3 separate regions of the Mus musculus genome follow, and regions 1 and 3 are each linked to region 2. A link is a contact called in public HiChIP or PLAC-seq data. All regions are on one chromosome and are shown on one strand. Each heading gives the region's core, a stretch centred on a gene start, on an enhancer-like site or on the middle of the called end of the contact. The rest is flanking DNA. Distances are from core to core; before and after follow the strand shown. Region 1 overlaps Pard3 (par-3 family cell polarity regulator). Region 2 has its middle 110 kb from the start of Mir21c. Region 3 overlaps Pard3 (par-3 family cell polarity regulator).

Region 1 (4,820 bases), core at 1,795-4,294, 850 kb after region 2:
TTAGAACACAAACCACTGAACAAAAAGAGGGGCTGAAAAGTCTACCCACCGTCTTCAGTTGGAATGGCATTGCAGAGAAACCAACGGAGACCACCAATGACAGCATGTTTACTACTTTAGAAAGCTGCGAAGCCATGGTGGCAGAATGAGGTACTAGAGCAATACAAAGCCTATATGATGGCCAAGAGTGGGCATGGATGGGGAAGAAAGCATCAGGAAGAAATGTCTTAAACTAAACATCCCTTACACTGGTGTGGCCCTGAAAGGTTCTGATCTGACTTTTTCTCTCTTCTTCCTCTACAATCCTCACAGCTGGCAACTCTTTTGACCCACCCTTCTCTGTCAAGACTCCACTCTGACTGTAATTCACACCTTGTATGCACACAATTACTGCACTGGTTTCGGGACAGACACTGGCTCCAGCCTCATCCTCTCCAACATATTCTATGCTATCCCTGGGCAGATCTTTCTACAGTATGTGCTGGATCATGCCACGCCCGTGTTGGCCAGGAGAACATCTAGACAGCCACGCTGACTGCATATCACACCTCTTTCTACTTCCACTGGCTTTTCCCGAGTCCAATTTCCAAGTCATATCTACTGAAAAAAACCTTGCCATTTGTGAGGAATCAAAGCCACTCAACTGCCACTCTCTCTCAGGGGAAGCCCCCAGGTCCCAGTATGCCATGCTTTCTGTTACTGTGGTATTCTAGCTTTTAACTCAAACTTTAGTTTTCAGAGTTGTTATCTGTACCATGGCACTAAAGACTAGATACGGTCACCATTCACCTTTAACCCCCAGCAATCAGCACAGTGGCCCACCCCAATGTGGGCACCTTCCTTGAGTATGTTTTGTTCCTTGTTTCAAAAGGTTTGGGAATCCTGGAACGTGAAGAGAACTCTCTTGTAAGTTTTAAAGTTGCTAAGGGGGTGGTGCAAAGGGTCTTAAGACAAACCTGAGCACAAACGTCAGGACTGTGTTTTCAGATTTTACTAAAAGACATACATACTCACTCATGTCATACCTACAGCTTACAATGCCTATGGCAAATGTGATTTCTTGTAATTACATCTAAAAATGGTGGATCAATTCTCCACTTAACTCGATTAGGGCATAATTCATACAACAGGGCACTACTGACAGATGATCCTGTTATGGGAGATTATGTCTAAAGAGCCAAAAATCCGCCCTTTTCTATTGTGTCTGAAAAATTCTGCAATGTGCATGTATACAGTGAACTTTGTGGAGCTAATAGGTAAGGAAAGTAAGACAGACATTAACTTCCCACAGTAAAAGTGTCCCTAATGTACCAAGTCAACGGTGGATCCATGCATTAATGTGTGTATAAAGACCTGCAAATTATCACCAGGTGTTTAAGGAAGGCTTAAAATATAGTTTAATCCCCGTGAAACATATCCTTCATTGTATTAATAACATCACACAGGCTCTAACATCTTAGCCATGTTCTACATAACCTTATCTAAAGTTGGGGTTGAGTACACACAGGAGAAAGGTCCTAGAAGTGTATTCTGGGTTTATGGGGAGAGCATATGGGGAAATATCGAATATGAAATGCTTTGCTCTACCATAACACAATGTGGTTGGTCATGATTGCCCATTGAAGTATGTATAGTACACTCTATTTTCATTTGCAACACATTTGGGGATGGTATTTTAAAACACGGCTGTCTTAAACCTTATCTATGCCAGATCACATATACTCGTTTGTAGATTCTAACTACCAAACGTGAAAATTTCCAATCATTTTCAGGGTTGGAGTGGGCTCAGTGGTTAAGAGGTCCTGAGTTCAATTCTCAGGAACCACATGGTGGCTCAAGACCACTATAAGGGCACCTGTTGCCCTCTTTCTGACATGCGAGTATACACACAGCAATGCTCTCGTACAGTCAATTAATAAATCAATAAATGGAAACATAAAGCAGTACTTTCAATCTTATACAACCCAACTTAGAAAGAGAGGAAAACTAAGCTATCAAATCTTCTTTGTTCCATATTTTTGTGGAACCCCCACAAAATGTTAATAATAAATTAGAAAACATCACTTCAAATCTTTTTCACTCCCTGATCAAAGCAATACAAAAATTCTATACACTATAAATACTCAAACAAGATAAAAAATTTTATTTAGGTATTTTGGTCATCATATAAAATTATGCTGAGCATGGGAGCACACGCCTGTTACCCCGGTACAAGGAAGACCGAGGCAGAAGGATCACAGCAGGTCTGAGGCCATCCTGAGTACCTAGATAGCGTGTTCTCAGCCAGTTTAGGCTGCAGAGTGAGATGAACGAATGAATGAATCTGTGGACGGTGCAGATATCATAATGATTTATTAAACCATAAAACAGTAATGACCACTGAGTTTGCTAATGACAAGCAATGATTTATTACAGTTAAGTTAGGACTTCATCTAAAAGATTAGATATGAAAAATAATATAAGGACCCACTATCCCTTTTTTAACATTATAATATAAAGTTTCCACAGAAGAGGCAGCCCCAAACAGTCGCTAGTCTTCAATAGGAAGGACAGCACCTCTTGTCAGAGAAGCAGGTGTGGCTGCTGTGATCAGGGACTCTCCTGTCATGAATGCTTTATGGGCATCAGCAGGTGTGAAAAGTCCCTGGCCTGGGAAATGCATATTAACTTTCAGCTCCCTGGCAAGCTGCTTGTGGGATATACCTCTTCCGGGGGAGGCAGGGAGGGGTATTCTACTATACTTCCCCTGAAGCCAACCACAATTCAACAAGAAGAAATTCCACAGCACCATCCACTCCTGACAGCAGCTTTGTCTCAGAAAACCAACAGCCCACCTTCCCCACAATGCCATGAACACGCAGATTGTTCACCATGACCATGGAGGTGAGGGACGCTCCTGTTACCGGCACAGAAAGACCAGTTACAATCTGGGCCGGTTCTGTGCAGAAACTCCTGACATATTTTGAAAAAAAATCACCAAGTCTCACAATATTGTAAAATACAAAACACTCAACACATAAAATCTTCACATTCCCCTTCTGTGAATCAGATGATCCCAAGGGCTCCCACGTGACATTAAGACTTTTAAAATCACACAGTTTTCAACCCAGAACTTGTGACTTAAAAATAATTCAATTTTGTACTTCAACAACAAGAACTACTACTACTGCTTCTTTTTCCTCCTCCTCTTCTTCCTCCTCCCCTCATCCTCCTCCCCTCCTTCCTTCTTCTCTTCCTCCTCTCCTCTTCCTCTTTCTTCTCCTCCTCTTTTCATCCCCCCTCCTCTCCCTCCTCCTCCTTTTCCTCTTCCTCCTCCTGTTCTTCCTCTTCTCCCTCTTCCTCCTCCTCTTCTCTTGCTCCTCCCTTTCCTCCTTCTCTTCTCTTGCTCCTCCCTTTCCTCCTCCTCCAATACATTTATTCATTCAGGCAAGGGCATATACATATGGAAGACAAAGGCCAACTTGAAGGAATCAGTTTCCTCTTTCTGTCTTCTATGTCCAAGGGACAGCCATATTCAGTGTGTCAGACTTTACATGCTGAGTCATCCCAGCAACCTCAGCTTATCATTCCTTCCAGAAATGATTCCCAAGAGCAACAAAAGCTATTTTTAGGATATTTAACCAGAAACTATAATCCTGGTTTACCCGTCATAAGAAAGTTCAACAGCTACCTTGTAAATAAGGGCAGAGAGCTTATAGTAGTTGTTATCAGTGTAGACCAATTAGATCCTCACTAAAACAGTTAGAAATAAGGAAATGATGGACCCTGTGCCAAATACAATATGGGTTTAATATTCCTTTTGCAAAATGTTTGGAGCTAGTGTTTTAGATACCACCATCGCTACCGCCACTCAGATTTGAGGGTATCTGTGGGAATTGCATACATTGAGGCAACTCGGGGGTGGAAATCAAATACAAATTTCACTTAGTTTTCACAGGTGCCCTGAGAGCTGAAGTGCAGCCTTCTTACCTGTAACTTAGTTTTCTGGTCAGTGGTTGGTGACTGTGTTCCTCTTAGACAAGAAAACCATCTCCAGGAATACATATCAACATGGGCTAGAAACATGGATGGATCCTGTACAAAGAGGGCCTGGCAGAACTAGTGACTCAGGAAGACAATTAAAGGAACCAGATTCCTAGATGTCTCAGGAGTCAGCAGACTGAATTAGAGAGCAGATCTGACATCCAGTGACAAACACTCAAACTCTTAGGCTCTTCTGTTTGGAGCACCTTCCCCAATCATTCCTTATTTTCTTCGGTAGCCCAGAATGCCAGGAAATTTTCTTATGCACTTTTTTTTTCAATGCCAGGGATCGACTCTGGACTTTAACATGCTAGGTAGCGCTCTGCCCCAAAGCCATACATGGTTTGGACACTGGAGGGGAGACTGGAGAGCATCCAACTTATCCTCTGTCTATCTGAAGGAAGAAACCAACCAGACAAGTTCTCTAGGACATGCTAGGCAAGATGTGAGCCAACCGGCAGTCCCTCCGGGAATCCGGCCACTGCACCCCATTCCTCAAGGGTTTCTGAGTAAGAAGAAGACACACATAACTACTTTTCAAATACTTAATAGTTAGCTTACATGATATCCAACAATTCCTAGAGCCCAACCCTCTAAGTTTTCTTTTTAAAGAATTATTTATTTTATGTATATGAGTACACTGTAGCTGTCTTCAGACACACCAGAAGAGGGCATCAAATCTCATTACAGATGGTTGTGAGCCACCATGTGGCTGCTGGAAATTGAACCCAGGACCTCTGGAAGAGCAGTCCGTGCTCTTGACCGCTGAGACATCTCTCCAGCCCCTTCCTAAGTTT
Region 2 (4,600 bases), core at 1,508-4,007:
CCCAGTGTTGGGATTAGATGTGCACCACCATGCCCAGCTTCTCTTTTCTTCAAAGGTACTCCCTGCACCCTCCAAGTCACCCTAGTATGCTGGTAGAGATTCCTTCCCAAAGCAAGCCATTGTTTATTGATGTTAGTTGTACAAGCTCTCAAAAAGGTCCCATGAAGGCACTATGCTCCAGTATAGGGGAAAGCCAGGGCCTGGAAGAGGGAGTGGGCGGGTTGGTGAGCAGGGGAGGGGAAGGGGGGGGGAAGGTTTTCGGGAGGGGAGACCAGGAAAGGGGATAACATTTGAAATGTAAATAAAGAAAATATCTAATAAAAAAGAGAAAAGAAAAAAGAATTTGCAATTTTGAGATGATTAATGAATTGATGGTAGGGATAGCTGAGCCAGATTTAGATTGTTCTACTCAAGTCATAGCAATAATGGTAGCTCACTGATCTGTGCAATATATGCAATGATGGAGACTTGAGTCTCTGTATGATAGTAATTCAAGGGTTGGGAAAATGGCTCAGTAGATAAGGTGCTGACTGTGTAAGCATGGGGATCTGAATTTGATCTTCATGTGCAAAAGCTAGGCATGGGGGTACACACTTAAAATCCCAGGGCTGGGTAAACAGAGCAGAAGAGGCTCTAAGTTCAGCAAAAGACCCTCTCTCAATAAAGAAAGACAGTGCCTGAGGGATAACATCTGAGGTGGCCTTTGGTCCATGCATGTATGCACACATACATCTACAAACACATCCCAACATATGCATATGTTGAATCAGTTTTAAGCGTCTTTATAGATATATTTGTTAGTGAGGATATAAAGCAAAGAAGTGGTGGTAATAAATGAAAAGCATTTTCTAAATGTTGCGAAAAGTATTACAATTGGGCCTCGGCTCTTCAGTTGATGAAGTTGCTAGATCTGCAATCTAAACTAGCAGCAGAATGCCATTAAACCCTAGGCATGGAGTGCACTGGAGTTTACCTCTCTGAAGTGAATGCAGATTACCATTTTAATAATGTGCAGTTTTGTTAAATGTTAATAGTGGCCCTGAGTTCATCCTGGCTCACAATTTCTGAAAGGCAGAAGATTCACCTTGGAATTGAGCATCCATGAGAAAGAATCCATCAAACAAATGCATCCCTCTTCATCTTGGGCTAATTTTATCCCACAGTCCCTGGCTATCTGCAAGCTGCCTAAGTGATTCACGGTGCATTTTCACATTGCTTTTTATTCAAAGAATAAACGTGAATTATCTTGTTTACTGTCACCACAGCTTGGCAATTATTATTAGCTCCATCTTATATTTGGAAAAATAGAAGTTCGAGATCCTTCAAGAGTCACAGTTGAGGAGAGACAAAGAGCAAATCTCATGGGGAATACTCACAGGACTTAGACTTCATAGGTGTTTCAGATAGAGATGCTCCCATCAATGATCATCCAGCTAACCTCATCATTTTGAGGGTGAGGATGGGGATGTCAGGACTGTTCCAGTGTTCTATTTAGCAAACTTAAATACTCTCGGTTTCATTTCCACTTCCTGAGTTTGAGATGAGAATACTTTCAGTAGCTGTTTTCTAATAATAGGACTCTCATAACCGCTAATGGGATTGTGCCAGAGTGGGTGGAAGCCTCAGTGTAATGTCTAGCTAACGTATATGCCAGTCATGCTGAAGAGGGCACTGGGTGGGGGCTGAGCCAGACTACCATCTCTTGTAGGACATTTGTTTGCTTCCTGTAAACGGGCCTCAGGCCTGCTTTTGGATCAGTATCTCTACCTCTAAAATTAGGTGTTGCACTAAATCTTTAACGTTCTTAGAGTCTTACGTGCCACCGTTCTCACTTTCTTTATATAAAATTTTCAAGTGCATAATATACACATATGTCATAGGAATGCAAATTTGCAGACACTATAGAGAGAGGGGGGAAAAAGCAGAAAGTAGAAATGGAAGATTCCAGGGCAGTTGACTATATTTCAAGGTAAGTGTTCTCTAAGGAGAAAAATGATTCCATTCTTCTTAATGTGCTTTTTAGAAGGCGATAGATTCTGGGCACCTGGTATCTTGTCTATTTCCTTTCCGGAGTTTTGAAGTTTGTTCTTTGAAAGTGGTATCAAAGTCTGTCACCTGATGTGGTTGTTAGGTTCATTGTCAACTTGACACAGACTAGAGTCATCTGGGAAGATAGAACTTCAGTTGAGAAAATGGCTCCATAAGATTGGCCTGTAGGCAAGTCTGTGGAACATTTTCTTGATTAATGATTGATATGCAAGGACCCAGCTCATGGTGGGCCATGCCATCCCTAGGAAGTTAGTCTTTAGTTGTATAAAAAAATCAACTTGAGCAAGCCTTAGGAAACAAGTCAGTAAGTGTTTCTCCATGTTCTCTGCTGCAGTTCTTGCTAGAGTGCCTGTCCTAGCTTCTCTTTATAATGGACTGTGATTGAGATGAGTAAGCCAAAAAAAACTCTTCCCTCCCCATGTTTGTTGACCATGGTATCTGTATTGTGGCAGTGAGAAGCAAACTAGAACACCTGGTTATTGTGGTTGCTTTGCTCATGGGAGGACTTAGGATATGTAACTCCATCACACTGAAGAAGGAAAGGGCAGACTTGTTTCTGAATGAAGTTCCCTGAGTTCATCTGCACCGTGGAATGATGACTTGGTTCCACAACACTCATCAGCTATGCTCCTGCCGTCACACATGGAGGAGTATGAGGTTGTGACTCAGTCCTACCACATTCCTCTAGCAAGGGTCCCACGCCATCACAGATGGGGGAGTATGACTCAGTCCTACCACGTTCTTCTGGCAATGATCACAGCATTGCAGATGGAGCTCTGTAAGCCTGACTCTAGAAAAGTGTGAGTCAGGATGAATTATGAGAGTCGGCAGGCCTACAAACACTTTCTTTAATAATTAGCCTAAGGTGAAGGGGGGACTAAACTCACTAAACTCCCATTTCATACCACCCAAACCATGTACTGCTAATATCTGACTGAGCACAGAAATCCATCTTCAGGTGATGCGGCTTAAAACCTCATTTGTAAAGCACAGCCTGAAGGGCTTCCAGCAAAGAGTGAAGGGCTGTAAACACTGCTTTTGGGCTCCATCATCTCTTTGGGGGACACCATAGGTCACTGATCAGAGCCTTACAGCTGTGGTTGAATGCACCTTGGAGAGAGCCCATAGGCAAACACAACATGGGTATATGTTCCCAGAGGGAAAGGAGAGTCCCTCATCATACACACAAACTCTGTGCTTTCCTTATACAGGCTCACAAAAGCCAAAGTGCAGAAAGCATAATGTCTCCATAACCCTTCAATGAGACAAAGTGAGGTCTGTGTCACTGCCTTGGCAGGTTGGTACTCAGATGTAGTAATTGAACTGTGCAGACAAATCCTTATCCATGCCAGTTTAGAAACCTGCTTTATGAAGCTATTGGGAAAAACTCTCAGGAAAAACAGAAACAAGAATCTCCTAGTCTACCTGTCAATGTTTGTTGTGTATCTACAGTCTGGAGGGAGTTACTGTGAGGCACACTGGGAAGAGCTAAGTATGTGGGGTAGTTCCAGCTCTTAGAATCTTCCAGTCTAGCTCAAAAGGCAACATAGCTGAACAGATGATCCTGGGAAGGGCATTGCAAGTAAACAAAAATGATGAGTTGATGGAGCTCAAAGCAGGAACTGTGAAGGGGGTTGTAGAAGTCAAGAGATATTTCTCAGAATTGGGCTGGAGATAATGATCATTTGGCACAGTGCTTGTCTAATGAAGGTGTTCACCCCTAATCCCTGCACTAGGGAGTCAGAAGCAGGAGGAGCACAAGTTCAAAGTCATCCTTCCAACATAGTGAGTTCAAGGATGCTTGAGATCCTGTGTCAAAGACTCAAAGAAGGCAGAGGAAGGGCAGTGGGAAGGTGAAAGGTAGAGAAGGAGAGAGAATGTGGGGGTAAAGGAGGAGTGATGGAGAGTGAGAAGAGGAGGAGAGGGAGAGATGAAGAGCTTTACAGAAAGAGGGAAGAGAAGGAGAAAGAAAGAGAAGGAGAAAGGGAAGGGAAGAAGAGGGGTCAGCCATGGAGCATGTCTTAGGAGGAGCTGAGAGTGTGGCTGTATAGTAGACACTTTGTGTGTGACCTGGAGACTTCTCTACACTCCTGGGCAATGACTCTGTCAACTTATGTCATTTCCCCTGGACTTGTCATGGTTCATTTATTTTTCTTTTTGAAATCCCTGGATTCTACAGAAAAGGTCATCCAGCAAAATCTAAGACTTCATCTACCTAGTGCTTTGTGCCACAGAGCTGAGGTGGAGCCTTCAGAAAAAGTCACTGAAACCATGTACCAGTCAATCAGTGCAAGGATTTGGTCTATCAGGTAGCCTCTAAACTCCAGGGTCAAATGAAAAGAAGCCAGCTCTCAGATGGGCATGGCCTAGCTCTCCATCATACATGCCATCAGACATGGGCTAGTTCAGTGGAGTCAAGCATTGACTCCAGTCTGCATCTGCCTTTCCCCTTTCCTTGAGGAATGTTGAGAACTGGGCACTAAGAACTGAAGTAAACATCAAGATAAACCAATGTTCAACCCACTTGCCTCAGTATAATGTAGAATTCTGG
Region 3 (4,850 bases), core at 12-2,511, 980 kb after region 2:
GGTGAGAGTCTGTCGGGCAAAGCTTTAGCAAACTCAGCAATCTTACAAATATTCCCCAGACTTGGAGTAATTCTGCAGTCTGCCACATAAAACAGGAAAGGCAGTGAAAATGGAAACTTTGAAAGATGTTTTTTCCTTTGAGTGCGCAGGAGCAGATCTTTACCTGACACAAAATCAAACCGCTGCCAGAGCTCATAGTCTCAAAAGCTCCTTGTAGCCCTAATTACTTTGTGATTTCCAGCTGCTGTGAAAAGGTGAGGGCTTTGCTTGCTGCCTTCTGGTGACTATTAATGGTTGACAAGAACTACTGGAGAGAAATCCCAGGATGAGTGAATTGTGGCAAGCACTCCACAAAGGAAAGAAAGAACAACACACTTGGAAATCCAACTTTGTCCTGTGTAGACAGCAGATACTGTGGTGGAATGTAGCTGCTGCCTCAGTAGCCTAAATTAAAATTTCAAAGAATGACGTCAAGGAGCAGAATCGAGGGGGTTCCTCCAGGTTCAGGATGTATGCAGATCTGCATCAATTCCAGAGAGAAACACAATATGCAGTTCTCACATAAAATACTCAAAAATACATGTTTATCAACAGAAAAACTCTCCTTATCCCAGGGTCACCACGAGTCTGTGCACAGGTATGAGGACTATGTCTGACTTAAACAGACTGAAGGTTCATGCTTCATTATCTTCAAACACATACACAGTCATCGTAACAGATGTGGCAATTTTAAGTCAGCTTCAAAGACATTCTTGAGAGAAAATCCAACAACCTTCATGAATGTTTGATAGCTTATTTTTTAATATTGATGTAATCCGTGTTACTCCCAGTGCCAAGAGCTATAGTGCATGTTGGGGATGCTGCTAGGTGTCTTTGATAAAAGTCCTGTGACATTACACAATCCAAATAATATACAAAAATATGGAAATAGTGTATCTCCCCAGGTGACACTTTAACAGACACCCAGCTGTTTCAGATGGCCTATCATTTAATACTTCCTGGCCAGGTCAGAATTCCTGCCGCTCCTTGGAAAGCAGCCAGGGTAAACTTACAGCCACTGACAAGTCCTCCACAAACAGGAAAGCAACATCATCAGCTTTAAATATGCCCACAGAGCTACAAAGGCTGAGACGGAGGGTCCAAGTTCAGCAGATTTCAGGACTTCAAAGGACTTACAGCTGCCAACAGACGGCTATGCAGGCAGCCAGGGGCAGGCTTGGCTTTGCACAAATATTTACCCAGATTTGCAACTCAACCACAAAGCTAATAGTCCCAAGCATATCTATCACCAGAGGTCCGGGACAGGGCACTACAGCACTCCACAGCACACAGGGGGAGAACCAGAAAGGTCACTGTTTTTGTACTTGTCTTGATGATGAGAGAGGGCCTAGCAAACTCTGAGACTTAAGAGTTTAGTTTTGGAAACTCTCTTGCCAGCCAGCTCGGTACACTACCATCACTTAGGTCAGAAGGAGGAAAAGAGTGTGTGTGTGTGTGTGTGTGTGTGTGTGTGTGTGTGTAGACAGACAGATGGACACAGAGAGAGACAGACAAACAGACGGACACACACACACACACACACACACACACAAAGGGAGCAGACAAAAGCCAAGCATATCCTGACCACACTTTGGCAGTGGGTGCACTGGAGTGGCTAAGCAGCTGCCATCACCATCCAGTGAGTGTGGGAAAAGTTCTATGTCCACGCATGTGCAGGGAAACATGGTATCCAGAGACTGCACAGACACCTGCTCATCTCCCTTCCACAGAATTAGGCAAATGGCAAAAATTAATGCAGTAACACTTCCCACATATTCTTTCTTTTGGTCTGAGGAAAGAAGGAACCTTATTCCCAGCATCTTTCCCTTAATACTGAGCACCCATTGTCCCTTGAGTCTCCTTCCTAAGAGGGAATCAAGCCAGCTGTTTCTCTGCCATCCAAGGCATTACCTACTGAGCCAAAAGTGGCTACACACAGGGAGGACAGAAAGAGAATCTGGGCATGGTGGTATAAGGTTATAACCGTAGCACTTGGGAAAATGAGGCAGGAGGTCCAACCGTTACCCAAAATAAATACAGACAAACAGAGCAGGAACTGAAGATGTCCGGAGAGCCACCACAGTGATGCTCCCTATCCTCGGTAACCACTGGGACTACCAGCCTAGTCCTCAAGGGACCTGGAAGTTCTCCTCAGCCAACCCAATGTGACAACAGTCTTCAAGATGCCAATAAAGCCCCCTAGCACAGATGACTCCCAAGTCCTTCTCAGCACACAGCTGCTCTGCAAAACCAAAGTGCCGTTTCGTTCTCCTGAAGTAGAACTGGGACACCTGTGCGGTTCCAAGGCTAACACAAAGCTCTCACCTAGGACCTGAGACACCATGAAGCAACCACTGTGCTGTGCAGAGCCACCCCATTCCCAGGAGAGTGGATCTCAGCATTAAGTCACACTGAGCAAGTACTGGGGGCCTCACCTGAGGCTGGCTGTACATAGGTCTAACAGTGCATACTGAGGTGAGGCCCAGCTTTTAGTGAAGATGTGCCATGTTCATTTCCTTGGGTCCTTCACGTTCTGTATGGAGAAGCACAGGGCAAAGCCACTAACTGGCCGCCTCCCTCATGCAGGCATCTCGGGTTTTCCTCAGAAAACCCATTATCCCTGATATTCTTCCCAACCTTCCCTTGCCGGTTTCCCACTTCTCAGTGCAGTTGTGCAATTGAAACAGATTTTTAGGCCTGGTCAGTATCCTTGAAGGAACAGGCAAAACCAAGGCAGAGAAATTTCCAGCAGACACCCCCACGATAACCTACACTTCCCACACTGCTCACAGAAGCTGTGCGATGGCCTCACTCAAATGGAGCAAGGAGAAGATGCACCTGTGTGTGCTCACAGGCTCCCAAACAGCATCAAATGAACAGACATATTCTGGGGAAAGGGAATCAGTCAGTCCAGGCCTAAGTACAGCCATGTACAGTGATTAGTCAAACTCCTCAATCAAACAGAGGAGCTTGTACAAATTCGCAAGCAGACTTGTCAGGAAACTGTTTAAAAGTTGTCAGCTAAAGAAAGTGGTGCTGGTGGGGTGCAGATGTGACGGCTAAAGACTTGCCAGAGTGGCAGAACTCAGAGTTCTGAGAGAGGATAATGAGGGAAAAATGTTCCGAGTGTGGGGGCAGACCTGCTGAAAAAGAAAGACTGTGTTTCATAAGATCCAACAACAGATGAGTCCCAGTAGCTTCCACCCCAATACCCAATAATGACTTCCTCAATTCCCCAGAGATTAGTAATCATCACCAGAAAGAACTGAACTCCTTCTTTGTTTAGACAAAACCCCTCCTTAGGAACTAGCAGTTTCTACAATGAACTCTGGAAACAGCATAGCATCAATGGCCTAGCCATGATCAAGAGCTGACATTCTTTAAAGAAAGAGGAAGGTACTGAGATTGGGCTATGGAAATGCACAGAGGTTAGGCTGACCCACAGGACCCTGAGAAAGCCACAGTGTGTCCACAACATTTGGTCAAAAAGCAGATTTTGCCACCTCTGACCCTGATGACTATCAGATGAAACTTCAGGGCAAAAATAAGATTCCAGGAAGAGACAGTGCAGTGCATGGTGCGCAGACATGAACACTAGTCATGGGGGGATGCTCATACGCTGAGCCCCAGTAACACAAGACATGAGCCCACAAGACAATCTGTAGGCATATATTTTTCTCAACCAACTTTAATAAGGGTTCAACCTCCACTCTAGCCCACCACCCACCAGAGGCAGTAGAAGAGAAAGGTTATTAGGGTACGGGGAAGCAGACCTGTTTAGAAATAGTTCTTTGGGGGAGATTTCAATCTTTGCTGTTCTTAGCCCAGTCCACTAGCAAACACCAAGCATGAATCAGCAGCTGCAGACCAGTCTACTTGGCAGACACCACACACAAATCAGCAAGGGCAGTTCAATCCAGAAGAAACCACAAGGTTTGACAACTGGCCCAAGTCCACGGAAATATCAAGAAGCCACAGGAACCTCACAAGAAGTTCTTTGGTGAGTGTTTCTCTCTGTGAAGTTACCATAGGCAGAGCTCAGCAATGCAATGCGAGATAAACCAATACATGCATGTCAGCAATGCTAGTAAGACAGACAGAGCAAAGCAAACCAATGTTTGAGCTCTCACTGACTATGGGGTCATATTTATATTCTTTCTAAACATCGCACATTCTTTTTTTTGTGTTTTGTTTTGTTTTGTTTTTCGAGACAGGGTTTCTCTGACTAGCCCTGGATGTCCTGGAACTCACTTTGTAGACCAGGCTGGCCTCGAACTCAGAAATCCACCTGCCTCTGCCTCCTGAGTGCTGGGATTAAAGGCGTGCGTCACCACACCCAGCTAACATCGCACTTTCATTCACATGTCTGCTATAGCAAAACATCCTTTCACCTGTGTGCCCCAGCAAAACATCATTTGGCATAACTGACTTTCCAAAGAAACCAGACGTTTCCACCTCACAGTCCGCATCTTGTCTTTATTAAGTGGTTTAATGTGAAACTGACAGCCTTATAGGAAATACGGGTATGATGGCATGGTTCTAATGAGATGAGGTGAAGGAAAACACACCTGGGGCCGGTAAAATTGTGAAGGAAATTAAAAAAAAAAAAAACAGTTCAAAGAACTATCAGAGAACCCTACTGTTCACTTCCTGAAAAGGATCTTCAAAGAAAAGAAAGTGAGAATTAAAGACAACTAATATAAGTAAAGTAACAGTCTCCCCTCGAAGCAACACGGAGTGATAGGAATGATTGGCGTTCACATGTGACCTGAGAGGTGGACACAGAGCTAAGCTAAATGACCCAAACTTTG

What was found. HiChIP or PLAC-seq counts read pairs in DNA pulled down with a chosen protein or histone mark.
Region 1: a contact with region 2 is called in an H3K4me3 HiChIP or PLAC-seq map of bone marrow-derived macrophages, with 6 times the contacts expected there. The contact joins two enhancer-like sites. A contact is called at or near these places in 2 of 115 datasets of contacts at active chromatin or transcription factors (bone marrow-derived macrophages and pancreatic cancer cells) and 1 of 9 other capture datasets (embryonic stem cells).
Region 3: a contact with region 2 is called in a FOXA1 HiChIP or PLAC-seq map of pancreatic cancer cells. The contact joins two enhancer-like sites. A contact is called at or near these places in 3 of 484 Hi-C or Micro-C datasets (adipose-derived mesenchymal stem cells, cortical neurons and myocytes), 2 of 115 datasets of contacts at active chromatin or transcription factors (bone marrow-derived macrophages and pancreatic cancer cells) and 1 of 9 other capture datasets (embryonic stem cells).

The regions. Positions count from the first base shown.
Region 1 is chr8:127,316,810-127,321,629 of GRCm38.p6, reverse strand. All of the region lies in intron 4 of Pard3 (par-3 family cell polarity regulator), which reads right to left. Among named protein-coding and RNA genes, the nearest start is that of Gm9909, 140 kb to the left of the region's middle. Within about 2 kb of position 3,044, at least 43 of the 459 cell types and tissues checked have an H3K27ac peak or open chromatin away from gene starts, as enhancers often do. A contact at or near this core is called in bone marrow-derived macrophages and pancreatic cancer cells, where this site is marked.
Region 2 is chr8:128,163,293-128,167,892 of GRCm38.p6, reverse strand. No RefSeq gene overlaps it. Among named protein-coding and RNA genes, the nearest start is that of Mir21c, 110 kb to the left of the region's middle. Within about 2 kb of position 2,757, at least 69 of the 459 cell types and tissues checked have an H3K27ac peak or open chromatin away from gene starts, as enhancers often do. A contact at or near this core is called in bone marrow-derived macrophages and pancreatic cancer cells, where this site is marked.
Region 3 is chr8:127,180,537-127,185,386 of GRCm38.p6, reverse strand. The region is part of intron 2 of Pard3 (par-3 family cell polarity regulator); the gene reads right to left. Among named protein-coding and RNA genes, the nearest start is that of Pard3, 120 kb to the right of the region's middle. Within about 2 kb of position 1,261, at least 40 of the 459 cell types and tissues checked have an H3K27ac peak or open chromatin away from gene starts, as enhancers often do. A contact at or near this core is called in pancreatic cancer cells, where this site is marked.